Linked DNA regions of Hordeum vulgare: region 1 is linked to region 2. A link is a contact called in public Hi-C data. All regions are on one chromosome and are shown on one strand. Each heading gives the region's core, a stretch centred on a gene start, on an enhancer-like site or on the middle of the called end of the contact. The rest is flanking DNA. Distances are from core to core; before and after follow the strand shown. Region 1 has its middle 53 kb from the start of LOC123446194. Region 2 holds the start of LOC123448017 (digalactosyldiacylglycerol synthase 1, chloroplastic-like).

Region 1 (6,859 bases), core at 1,125-3,624, 320 kb before region 2:
GTTCCCAGACAGGAGGCCTCGCATCGTTCGATCGTGTTTCTTTTGTGCTAGCCTTCCCTAAGGCACCCCATGTTTTATGTTTGTACTCAGATATTGTTGCTTCCGCTGACTCGTGTGTTTATTGAGGTTCTGTATTCTAGCCCTCGAGGCCCTGGCTTGTAATATGGAGCTTGTATTATTTTATATGTGTCTAGAGTTGTGTTGTGATATCTTCCTATGAGTCCTTGAGTTTGATCGTACGCATTTGCATGTATAATTAGCGTACGATTAAATCGAGGGCGTCACATTACCGTTGCCGAATGTCTACTTACTCTCTTCTGGGTTGTCCCACAACTCTTGACATACTCATAATCCAACCTGAATGGATCCAAATTCCATCCAAATCTTATGGGCATCCGACCACTCATCATATAGCCATCTCTTGGCTAACATATAATATTCCTGACATCCTCTGATGTCCACACAAGATGAGTTCTTCCATCATTGTTATCATTGATATGGTTGACCACCTAGTGAGGTCTGGACGGGTTGTCCAATACTATGGACGCGGCTATTCGAATAGATTACACTCTCTAGAGCTTGCACACTTTACGCACACTCGAGCACTAACCTCGTGATCCCATTCGGGTGGACCAGTGTTGCTCCAACGAAACTTGCCTGACCCATGACTCTTCCATCGTACCTCTGACATTCATCCTCCCCCGGAGTCGTACCCTGGGTGGCCATATGTCCTCATGACACCTGCCACCGTCGTGGCCAAACTAAATTGTCCCAAACGGGGACGCCGACACAAAACATCTCAACTGGCTCACAGGGTTATCACCGCCTACCTGATCAGGGTAGCGCGCGTGCATAACCCTTCTTTGGAGGTACCAGTGAAAGAGCACGTAATCAGACCAAGTCAAGGCTGTCCCATACGAGCAAATGTGGTTGCACGGGTAAGCCCGGACAGGTGACTCAAGATCAACCAGCTAGGTTGCATTTGTTAACCCAACTCAACTTATCCATCACCTTACCATTACCTTGACAAATATAAGTGCTAAACAATTGTGCTGATAATTATGGTATGACATCAAACCCAAGTACTAACATGCCAATGTTATTAACAATCTTATTATTAGTATGGTAATATGTAAACAAGACATGGCATTAGATGAAAAGTCATGCTAGTAGCGATTACTGATGTCATTACATATGTATGCAGATGTAGACTAACAGATCACACACAGGGTGCAAGCAAAGTCATCACGCAAGTCTGAAGCTCATGGTAAGAGGTTGGCTTGCTTGGGGGTCGATGAATACGGCGGGAAGAAGCGCGACCATCTCACGGAAGGGTTTGCCGGAAGGGTTCTCTCTCAAAGGGCTCGATCAGAGGGTAAGGGCAAAACAATCATTTCTACTGTGAGGATGCATAATGAAAATGGTACTCTCGAAACGGGCTCGACTAGACAAAAGTGTGGGCGCTGGTTTTACCTCAATCAGAGTTACGGTTGCAAAGTTATGGCCATTCGTTTGTTAGGCAGAGAAACAAATAAAAATGTGTTCATTTCGGATGCTAACTGACGAACGTCCAGTAAATAAAAGATTCACCCGGCGGAGTTTAAACAGAAAGCGTATTCCTGGGAATACGCGTTCACTGACGAGAAAGCGTACCCCAGGGAATACGTCTCCACTTATCAACCTCAGCGACCGGGTTAAGGCCTTCTTTGGCTGATATGCAGGGCCCGCGAGGAGGTGGGTCCCGCCCTATTCCTTTTTCTCCTCCTAGCTTCTTCTTCCTAGCGCTGGTGGCAGAGGAGAGCACCGGCCGCTGCGGCTGCCGTCACCTCGCCGCCTGGGAGGGCCGACCGACGAGCGCGGAGAACCGCCACCCCTCACTGCGCCCGAGGGTGGCCGCGGGGTCACCTGAGGTGGACCACAACGCCACCGCCATGGACCGGATCGCGGCGGACGGGGAGCTGCAGGGGGCCGCGCCTGCAGGGCGTCCCCGACGGAAATGGATATGGCGGCGGCTCATAAGCAGCTAGGGGAAGGTCTCTCCGAGGACAGAGGAGAGGGGGAGGGCTATGGAGCTAGAATTGCCGCGGGGGTTGATGGCGGCCGGCGCAGCCATTGATGGCAATGGGGAGCTCCGAGGGCTTAAGGGAGGGGTTGGGGCTTGCTGGTCGACGGCAGGGCCTCGGGGCATGCTATTTATAGCCGAGGGGAGGGGCTAGACGACGACGGACGGAGCTTCGAGAGCCATAGCGAGATTCCGGTCGGCAGACACCTCCAGGAGCAAGGAGACGAGTGGGAGAGGGCTCTGGAGGGTTCACGCATGCCATGGGAACCACCACGACACGCCTGGACAGGCTGGAGCTTGGTGGAGATGTGCTCCCGTCACTCCAATGCACAGGGCGCCGATTTGGCTGCTTTGCCCGTGGTCATCACCTGGCCACAGCATTGCCATGCTCCACTTGCTGCCAAACCATGTACAGGGTCTTCTCCATACTTCACTGAGATGAGCTGACCCATCAAACACTACACTACAGCTCTGGTGTGACATCTCCTTGCTCAACAAGAGGCCAACATCAAGATGTTTGTGATGTGCACCTTTTTGCCTGATCTTTGGCTGAGGTTGACCATTCACTAGAGTGAGTATCTTGGCCAAAATACAACACAAACGAATAAGTCTAGGGGTACTTCCTTTGTAACTTGGCAATAACACCAGAAATGACGAAGGTGATCCTGGGTCAAATGGCTAGATGAAAATGGCTCAAATTTGGTGGAGACCAATGATTTTGGCATATGGAGTCAATTTAAAAGTTTCCTACCATTTGCATAGTTATAAATGGTACTTCCTTCAGAGTGCTCTAATCTGGACAGAAACTTGGATAATTTGCTGAGGAAGATTGGCTAGAGGGAATTGGCTAAATTTTGGTGGACAAGGGCAATTTATCATAATGAACTACCCTGCAAAGTTTCAGCCCAAGGGAATCAAGGAATCAAGCACTTCCTTTGCAAACAGGAAATCTCGAGAGAATTTGCAAAGGGATGTTGTGCTCAACTTTTGAATTGGGGGACTTGATATTTTGATGGAAATGATGAATATATGGATATGAGAAGCTCCACCAATTATTTGGGATTTTTCCTATCTTCCAGAATGGTAGTTCCTTTGGAAAGGCCTCAAAATGTAATATTGGCTTTAAATAGGAAAAAGGCAATTTTCTCCACTTAGTAATGGCCAATATTTTATGGGAGCTCAATGTAATCACAAAGAATATCTCCACAAGTTTTCATGACCTTGGGAGATGGATATATATTTTCTTGGATTTAATTCCTCAGAAAGGCAGAAAGAGGAATTAATTCTAGATGAGAAATATTGCATAGGACTTGGCAATATTTTTTCACATCTAGGATTTATAAGGAAATAATGATCTCTCGAAATTTTTGGAGGATTAACAGAATAAGGGAAATGATGACTCCTTTGTAAACACAAAGGCAGGATTCCCAGTTCCCATATTTCGGAGCTAGGGTTTCAAAGAGGTCTAGGGTTTACTTAACAAGGGCAAGCTGGAACAAGGACATGGGAAAGGCACTGAGAGGTTGAGGGTAGACTGAATTCACCTGGTCATTTGCCAAATTCCAGAGGAAAAATTTGGGAGAAAAAAGCTAGGAAGGAATAACAACACAAAAATCGATAACCCGATTTTTGGGGTATTACAAACCTTCCCCCTTAGAAGAATCTCGCCCTCGAGATTCCTAGGGTTAGCTTAGAAGAAAACTACTACACCTCCTATGAAAACCTCTAGGCTTCGATCTTAACCCTGTAGTTGAAAACAACCGAGTTAAGAGTAACAAAACTGGTACACCCAGATCGAGATACGGATATCACGGGATCTACTCCACACGCAAGGGTCACTGGGTAGCCCTATCATTTTAGAAAAAGTAGAATTTTCTTTTTCTGAAAATGCTTGGGGCACCACAATGAACAGTGACCTCTTTCTCTGTCAGGTGGGACCAGGGCCTACTGGAAGCCTTCTTCTTCTTTCTGCGTCCAACAACTCTCACTCTCTCTCGCTCTTGCGCCGTCCGGAGTGCGGCTAGGCACTGCGCACGCCTAGCTCCTAGGGTGTAAAGCACCCTACAACGGTAGTGCGCGGTGTGCACGAGGCCAACACAGAGAGCACTCCCACCATGGGCCAATGCCGGTTGGCACTGCTCGCGGATTCGCTCCTGGACGCTGGTGATCGAGCAGCGCACAATCTCTTGGACCTCGCTCACCGTACACCGGGTCGAGGCTATAAAAACGACCGCGGTTTCCTCTCCCTTCTACCTCGCAACGTACCTCACTTCTTCCTTCTCTTTCCAGTTGTAGGAGCGCAAGGCAAGACACTAATGGCGGGCGTGGGGTCGGAGCTGCTCACGATCCTCCTGGTTGGTCTATTGGCGGCGTTCGTTGGCGGCTCGATGCTACTGTGCGCGATGATCCTTGAGGATCGTCGTGATGCCGCTGCTAGAGGGATGGCTGGGGATCAACTACGCCATCTCAGGCTCGCAGAATAGGCGCGGGCGGTGGCGGCTAGGGGGCGGCCTGTCAACGTCACACAAGACGGTGACAGAGGCGCCATTGGGTCTGGGGTTAGTGTGGTGTGATCATCGGAGATCTATCAGTGTGGAGACCACGCTACTGTTTACTCCTTGGTGAATGACATCCACAATGAGTGGGCGCTGGGGTAGAATCTAGGTTTAGGTCTTGGTCTGGAAGGGTTGTAACGGTCTATGTTGCAATAAAATTTCTCAGAATTTCTCTGAGATTGCAACCAGCGTGCAGACGTTGCTCAAACGATACACATGCAGTCTATCCAGACTTATATGCAAGCAGATGCAGAATGCTCATGGTGGCAAAATGCACGCAGAAGAAAGAATCATATCAAGTAGATTACACTAAGGTGTTTTAATGCTGGTGGGTGTATGTACTCATGGTATACATACACCTACACTAGCTCGTATTTTATTAGGGACTCATGGTATACATACACCTCCATAGTCTGTTGTTATTAGGTGTAAGTGCTCTACTGACTTGAATCTTGTTAAGAATCCACTGCCAGCTCTGTTAAACATCTCTGCTTAACAGGGTGACAGATGAACCAAGCACACAAGGTAAATAAGCATACGTGACATTACAACAGTAAACACACACAAGCAATGCTAGCAGTACAACAACATGCAGCATTACTAGGTGGTTGTTAACAACATCTCACTCCAAACTACAGCGTCCTAATCCTAAACGTGGGCGAAGAAACAGTCTTCGCAACACACATATTCGCAGCATCTCCTGGCTTCGCTCACTGTCGAAGCCACAAATGGGCCTACTCTTGCTAGGGCTCTCCTGGGGGACGAAGGCTGAGCCAACTTTTGTATTGATCGTCAGACACCTCTATGGGTTGGGGCTCAACTACTGGAGCTGCAGGGGGAACTTGACGAAACACATCCTGACGACGAAGTTGTCGGATAGCTCCTAGAATGGAGTTTTGGTGGATGTTCCCGGGTTGATACGGGTCCACAGATTGCGAGGGTGGTACTAGCTGCGAAGGTGGCACTGGGTTTGGCAACAGGGAACGGGTGGACTGGGGTGCAACTTGACGGGCCGCACGGTATGCTTCCGTAACCACCCGTGTGGTGTCATGGTCAACGGCTTTGAACTCTCTAAGAATGCCAGAGAGCAATAGTCCCTGGGCAGCAACAAACTAGACTAGTCGGGCTATTGCTGGGCCCGCGTCTTCGACTGTGCCGGAGAAATCGCAACCTGCATGTGATGCAGAGGGAAAATAGCGAAACTCTTGCATCTCCGCCACTTGCGGAAACTGGAAACGAAGACGGGTGATGGCTTCCGCAACAGCTATCTGGACAGCCAACACAGGGGTGGGCATGGGTTTGCCCCGAAAGTTCATGGGCTCCCCATCCACTGCTGGACCTGGGTTAATATGCACCCTTGCATAGAATAGGCAAAGATAGGGAACGGGTTCTGATTGGAACACCAAATACACTAGAGGCTTACTACGACCAAGGGCTCGGGTGAGCATACTCGAAAGGATGGGCGGAAAGCCAGGATAACCATTGGCCAAGGTTCGGCTATGGAAAGCGGGTGTTTTGGAAGAACTGGCCATGGCTGCTGGTTTGGGGATACTAGCCTTGGTTCTCTTGCAGGGGTCTATCTTACTGGATGGAGAGAGCTGTGGCTCACAAGTGGGAGGGGTTAGATAGGCAGTCGGGCTAGAGCACACCAGGATGGCATAGATCCTTCTCGTGCCGGGTAGAAGATAACTGGCACGACCGACAACTCGGTAGGGTCATGGTCCAATCTAGAGTGGCTGGGTGGGCGGACAACTGGGTAGGGACACGTCCATTCCGACTGCGCCGCCTATTGGTCAATAGTGGCCATGTCGGATGCGAGAGACAGGTCAAATCTATAGGGCTCACTATCGGTTGAACCTAAGGTGGTCTTGGTGCTAGGGTAACCTACAACCAGCATGGCTCTGATACCAAGTCTTGTGGCACCCCGATAGAGGGCCGACACACGCCCGTCCCTAGGATAAGACCGGACGCACGCCAAAGACATGATACAACAATTCCAGGCAAAAATGGCTTTATTAAAATAATTAAGTATTACAATACTGTTGCTTACAACAATATTACATAACTCCAAGGTTAACTAAATGGCAGTAGAGGTCTTCATTCAGCGGCAAGGATGTCTCTTGCTGGGCTCCATAACTCGCAGGACTGGCTGGGTTATGATCTAGCATGACGAATCTTCTCCTACAACTGGCCACGTGCAAGGCCAGGTGAGTACTTTGAATGTACTCGCAAGACAACCAAA
Region 2 (6,430 bases), core at 379-2,878:
TCAGATTGTAAGGTAGGACCGTGTGTTCTTTTTCTTTTTCTGAAATTCCGAGTCTTTCGCTTACTAGTGTTTAATTAAAGAGGCAGCAGCTGCTGGAGATTTTTCCTTGTGCTGCGCATTTGGGAGTTACTCATCAGATCACTAAACTGAGCACCTTGTCTGTAAACTCAAACAGGTAGCGGAAGCCTTTCGGAGAAGTGGAAGCATCACTGCCTTTTCATGTACAACTACGAGTATTTTGTGGCTGGCGGAGCAGCTCTTCCCTGTACCAGACACTTGCTACACCGGTGCCGACAGGCAGATGGAGACGATGAATCTAAGAAATGGAGCTTCAGAGTTCTGGCATTCTCTCACGGTGGAAACTGTGCCTCATGCTACGGCTTCAGTTTACCGAGCCGATGTAACCCTCGCGTTGACGCACGCAAAACGTCCATCTCGCATGCGACACATGGGCGCGACGGAGTGCCGAGCCGGGCATTGCTGGTAGCAAGAGACAGAACAAGTGCAACCTGGTTGGGAAACTAGCAGGAGAAATGGGAAGTGTCACTGCATTTTTCACGTCCAGCCACGAGCATCTTGTGGCTGTCGGAGCAGCTCTTCCCTGTGCCAGACACTTGCTACACCGGTGCCGACAGACGATGGATGAACGGGCAACCGGTGGCTGGCAGCCAAGGCCCAAGGCAAGGCAAGGAGGGCCTTCCAGCTGCATCCTCGGAGGAAATACTGACCGTGAACTCACCCGTCATGGAGTTCTCCTGATCCGCGGAATGTACCCGATGGATTCCGATCCCTTTTGTCGCAGGTGCCGTTTGCTCGACGTCTGTCTGCCAAGAAGAGCACGGCCGTTGCTTTCGGTTTGCCGACTGGAGCTGGAGTGCTGCCGTGCCAAGCTACGGTTAGCGTTGCTTTCACCCTTGGTCTCTCTTCGTGTTTATCTGGTTTTTGCACCGCAATGCCGCATGCATCCGGCGTTTGTGTGCTTGCGTGTCTTTCTTTTGCTGGTTGTGGACAAGTCCTGTACGTAGTATTTTATTTTCAAACTGAAGTCGAATTACATTGCAAGAACTGCATAATTCAGTCTGTTTTTTTCCTTCTTGTTTTTCCCGGTTCAGTAATGAACTGTGTTCGATATGTTTCTTACTTATCTTCATTTCTCCGACAAGTATTTACGGGTAGAGAAAGTATTGTGTGAGACTTTTTAGACCACTAGACATTACTTTATGGAGGGAGTACATAGGAAAGAAATAAGTACTACATAATTTGGTGATTTCATGTACATATTTAGGGTGGGGAGATATGGAGATTCTTAACAATCTAAGTTGGAGGCAATTCCATATCTTTGTGCTAATAAAACTAAGTGTGTATGGGCGTTGGTATGATGTTCAAAAATGATAAAAAAATAAACAGGCGCACCAAGTACAAGTACGGTTCGGCTGTACACTTGTACGTGCGCCGACGTGGTAATTAGGAGAAAAGAGGTTGGAAAATTCAGCACCGTGGATCTCCTGCCAGGTCGATCTGAGCGGTCGGCTTCCCGCCCCGCAGATGGCACAAGCGTAGCCGCGCAACCTCGTCTGCACTTGCGTTGCCACTCCTCCACTAGACCGGGTCCACGCCGCCGGGCCACGCGAAATCTCCTCCTCCCCTTCCTTCTCCCCTCCCCCCCATCCTTCCGCCCCACCTCACACCACCGCCTCCGCCAGACCGCCACCACCACCACCACCGGCACCAAAACCCTAGAGCCCGGACGCAGCAGAGCCATATGGCTAGCTTCGGCGTCGACACGCGCCCCGCCGCGGCGGGGGAGGGGGCGCTCTCCTTCCTCTCCCGGAGCCTGCGGGAGGACCTGCGCCTCATCCGCGCGCGGGCCGGGGAGCTCGAGACCTTCCTCAGCGCGCCGGTCCCGGAGCCCGACCTCTTCGCGCGCCTCCGCAAGGCCTACAACACCACCTCCTCCTCCGGCTCCGCCTCGGGGATCGGGAAGACTCGCCTCGACCTCTCGGCGATAGGAAAGGCGTTCGAGGCCGAGGTCGGGAGGGGGTGGGGGGCCAAGACTGGCTGGAGGTGGGAGGACGAGGACGCCGCCGAGTGGGAGCCCATACGGGCCGTCAAGGCGCGCCTCAGGGACCTCGACCGGAAGCGCCAGGACCAGGCCAGCGACGTGCTCCACAAGGTCAAGCTCAGCCTGGTAAGCTCCCAAACCCTCACCAATTCCCCCGTCGTTCGTGCACGAGTGAATAAATAAACTGCAGCCTCCCCGTTTGGGTTGCCTTCACAAGTAAATAAACTGCAGCCTCACCAATTGAAGGACCGGACGCTAGCTATTCTTGGGTCAAGTTCATCAAATTGAGTTGGGTCACTAATAGTAGACCGTGCACATATGTTCGATCTTACTCTGGACTTTTTCAATTCTGAATTGTTGTTGGGGCAATTCGATTCTGAAAATTTAGCTTGATGTTGAGGAAATCGAGCAAATTTTGTGTTCTGCTTTGATCAAGTTGTATGTTCATGATTTAGAGGGGAAGCATTGAGCGTTGCGATCCGTCATGTTTGAGTTGAGTTGTCGACAATTCATCCTCTAGATTGGCTGATATGAAAATGAAATTGGTTGTTTTTGTTCATTGCTGTGCTCGTAGGCTTAAAATGTGAGGTGTAAAAATCGCAAGAGGTTTGAGTGTGTAAGGATAATATAGCTAGGGGGTGACTTTAATTTAGTTCCGTTCCTTGCCTGGTATTAGTTAATCTGGACACAATGAATTCAAATACCATCTACTTCCTGGCAAGAAAAATAAATCATCTACTTACTAGTCAAAATAATCTAAGGCTACTTTGTAAGAAAACTGCATGCCAGAAGTTAATGAAGATGCTCTCTGTTGGTGCCTTGAGCCCATGCAATTTTTGGGGTTCCATGTTAGAATATGTGTAAATAATGGAACCTTTACGGGAAGTCCAGGGCATGAGAATCATCTCAGGATAATAACTCACATGTTGTGTGGTGTGAGTCATTTATCAAATGCATCAAGTTTTGCTCGCAAAAATCAGCAGTTGAAAATTTTACATATATTATTTGCAAAGTTGCATAACTCCAGTTCGCTTGCAGTGCATGAACCTTAATTAAACTTGTTCTGTGATTTACATGTTGCAGCCTGCTATACCAAATCTTCTACAATACCATTTCTCATTGAGTACATATATGTGAGTGCACTAACACGATGTACAATTGTGATTCTTATTGCAGAAATCGATGAGCTTTGCACCTGAAGCATCTGAGGTTACTCGTCTGGTTTCATATTCTGTTGCATTGTGCATTAGGGCATCACTTTTTTGTGCATATGCTAGTTTCTGTTTATCAGGGTCAGTTAACTTTTCTGCATGAATACTTTGCAATACCTACAACTGCAAGAGTGTTTTTGAAGAGCAAAACTAATTGTGATAATTGCTGCCTTGAGTTCATTCGCTTCATTCCTCCTGTAAACTACTAAATATTGGAGTTGGCAGCATTATCTTGTTTTCAGAATGAAGGTCAAATAAGGCTGTACAATCCTCGTATTATGCCTTACAAAATATTGTAAACCATTATATGCCTCTTGACCCACATGTTAGGCACGGGGTGGCTGCATGTTGTAGGGATATGCCTTTTTTTCAGCTTTGCAGGGACGCATAGCTGTATAGGGGTGTTACCCTGTCAATCTACTAATTTTCAGCTTTTTTGGCATTGACAATAAATCGATTTCACCTTTTGATGTAGGGAACATAATCTAGTCAGTATTTCTGGAAGTAGGTGTGTCGGCCCATTGCCACGCCAGACCGAAAGAATGAAAAGACACAAGAAACCTAGTTTCCACAGCAGAACCCAGTTTTCATCAAACTAAATAATGTTGATTATAGAACTGCTTTCTTCCATCCTCCCGCATGCATACGTTCTTCAATGTGGATGCGTGCCAGGTGCCAATAGTGCCATAGAATCTATGTCTTCTCGAGTGTTAACGTCATGGCCTCTTCTTGGCATCTCTTTGTCCCACCAGGAAGATTATTCTTCAGCATTATGGCTCATGAGATCGACTTGTTTTTCTTGTAACCGCATGGTCTACTTAATTCTACTAGAAGAGTACTTTTATACTAGATGTAATCATGTAGATGAGGAGGAAAGTAACAGTGTAATACATCAATGCATACTGAAACACATCAGTTTCATGGGCCTTGTTTGGCCCTATGCACCATGCCCCACAATCAAGCTCCTTCTAACTGCATGATTTAGCATCATTCGCATGTGAAGCATGTATATATTAACACATTTGCATGCATGTTGCATGCATGTCCAGGGATTAGCTACCCCTTTATGCTTTATGCATTTCTTAATATATATTGATCTAGTGCAGGAAGTACCACCACTGGATTTAAACGAACTCCTTGCATATTTTCTAAAGCAATCTGGACCATTGTTTGACCAACTTGGTATAAAAAGAGGTAAGGGGCCCTATTTTAGTTTAACAAAATCTAAGGTCTGCAGAATATTGGAATATATGTGTGTGAGCTTGTGCCGTACTGATTTTCTTCTTCTCGTGTGGAATAGATGTGTGTGACAAGTTGGTGGAGTCTCTATGCAGCAAGCGCAAGGACCATTTTGTATATGATCCTTTGTCAACTAGTGAATCATCTTCCTTCAGAAATGACAATACTTGTGATGAACTTGACCTAAGAATAGCTAGCGTCCTTCAAAGTACAGGGCATCATTATGAAGGTGGGTTTTGGGATGATGGGCAAAAATATGACGTAGCTGACAAGAGACATGTTGCCATAGTCACTACCGCCAGTCTTCCTTGGATGACGGGAACAGCTGTGAATCCTTTGTTTCGAGCTGCATACTTGGCTAAATCTTCCAAGCAATATGTAACCTTGATGGTGCCCTGGCTTTGCAAGTCAGACCAAGAGCTCGTCTATCCCAATAATATGACTTTTAGTTCTCCAGAAGACCAAGAATCTTATATAAGGGATTGGCTGGAGGAAAGAGTTGGATTTAAAACCGACTTCAGAATATCATTTTACCCTGGAAAGGTAGGGTTTCTTTTTTATTCCATAATGTCAAACGCTATGTATTTTAGTTGTCTAATCATTTATTTACCCTGGCTGCAGTTTCAGAAAGAAAGGAGAAGTATAATTCCTGCTGGGGACACTTCACAATTTATACCATCAAAGGAAGCCGACATTGCAATTCTGGAAGAACCTGAGCACCTGAACTGGTACCATCATGGAAAGCGTTGGACTGATAAATTTAATCATGTTGTTGGTGTTGTGCATACAAATTACTTAGAGTATATCAAGAGAGAGAAGAATGGTGCTATTCAAGCTTTTTTTGTCAAGCACATTAACAACCTTGTTGCCAGAGCTTATTGCCATAAGGTAATTATGCATTGTACTATGACTACTGTGTTTATTGCGATGTTCAAGTGCACACACTGTGAATTCTCCTTCATATATAATTACATCCAATAGCTATGTGCTAGGTTGTTTTTCCTTACTGAGCTGATTGTATCGATATGTGTAGGTTTTACGACTATCAGGGGCTACTCAAGATGTAGCCAGATCCATGATCTGCAATGTACATGGTGTTAATCCCAAGTTTCTGGAGGTTGGGGAGAGAATAGCAGCAGAGAGGGAATCTGGCCAGCAGTCCATGTCCAAAGGAGCTTATTTTCTGGGGAAGATGGTCTGGGCCAAAGGTTACAGAGAACTTATAGATTTGCTTGCGAAGCACAAGACAGATTTGGACGGTTTCAAATTGGACGTCTATGGAAACGGTGAAGATTCAGTTGAAGTTCAATCAGCTGCCAAGAAGCTGGATTTAAATCTTAACTTCCATAAAGGCCGAGATCATGCAGATGATTCTCTTCATGGGTAAAGATCCGAACCATCCAGCTTTGAAAACATATGCCTGCCTTGTATATCTGAGATTTCATTGATCTGAATGCTTCCTTGTGGTTCTTTTTCCAGGTATAAGGTTTTTGTAAACCCGAGCATTAGTGATGTCCTCTGCACTGCCACTGCTGAGGCTCTAGCGATGGGTAAGTTTGTGGTCTGCGCAGATCATCCATCCAATGAATTCTTCAGATCATTTCCAAACTGCCTGACATACACGACTTCAGAGGACTTTGTTGCCAAAGTGAAGGAAGCAATGACCCGTGACCCCCAGCCCCTCACACCTGAGCAGCGATACAACCTTTCATGGGAGGCTGCGACCCAGAGGTTCATGGAGCACTCGGAGCTGGACAAGGTCCTGAGTAGCAATGGTGATTGTGCTAGCACCTCTGGAAACAGTGTCGACAGGAAGATGAGGAAATCAGCCTCGTTGCCAAACATGTCGGACATCGTGGATGGGGGCCTAGCATTTGCCCACTACTGCTTCACGGGCAGCGAGCTCCTCCGGCTGTCG

What was found. A called contact is a pair of places that touch in the nucleus more often than the background predicts.
Region 1: a Hi-C map of seedling shows a contact between it and region 2, with 3 times the contacts expected there. The contact joins the enhancer-like site here to the promoter of LOC123448017 in region 2. A contact is called at or near these places in 1 of 6 Hi-C or Micro-C datasets (seedling) and 1 of 1 datasets of contacts at active chromatin or transcription factors (embryo).

Annotation. Positions count from the first base shown.
Region 1 is chr4H:99,278,491-99,285,349 of MorexV3_pseudomolecules_assembly, reverse strand. No RefSeq gene overlaps it. Among protein-coding and RNA genes, the nearest start is that of LOC123446194, 53 kb to the left of the region's middle. Within about 2 kb of position 2,374, at least 3 of the 3 cell types and tissues checked have open chromatin away from gene starts, as enhancers often do. A contact at or near this core is called in seedling, where this site is marked.
Region 2 is chr4H:98,959,551-98,965,980 of MorexV3_pseudomolecules_assembly, reverse strand. It overlaps LOC123448017 (digalactosyldiacylglycerol synthase 1, chloroplastic-like), which reads left to right and starts at 1,628. Exons shown (of 8, transcript XM_045124777.1): 1 at 1,628-2,188; 2 at 3,239-3,271; 3 at 4,380-4,467; 4 at 4,574-5,055; 5 at 5,134-5,400; 6 at 5,546-5,895; 7 at 5,992-6,062; 8 at 6,144-6,430. The coding sequence starts at 1,763.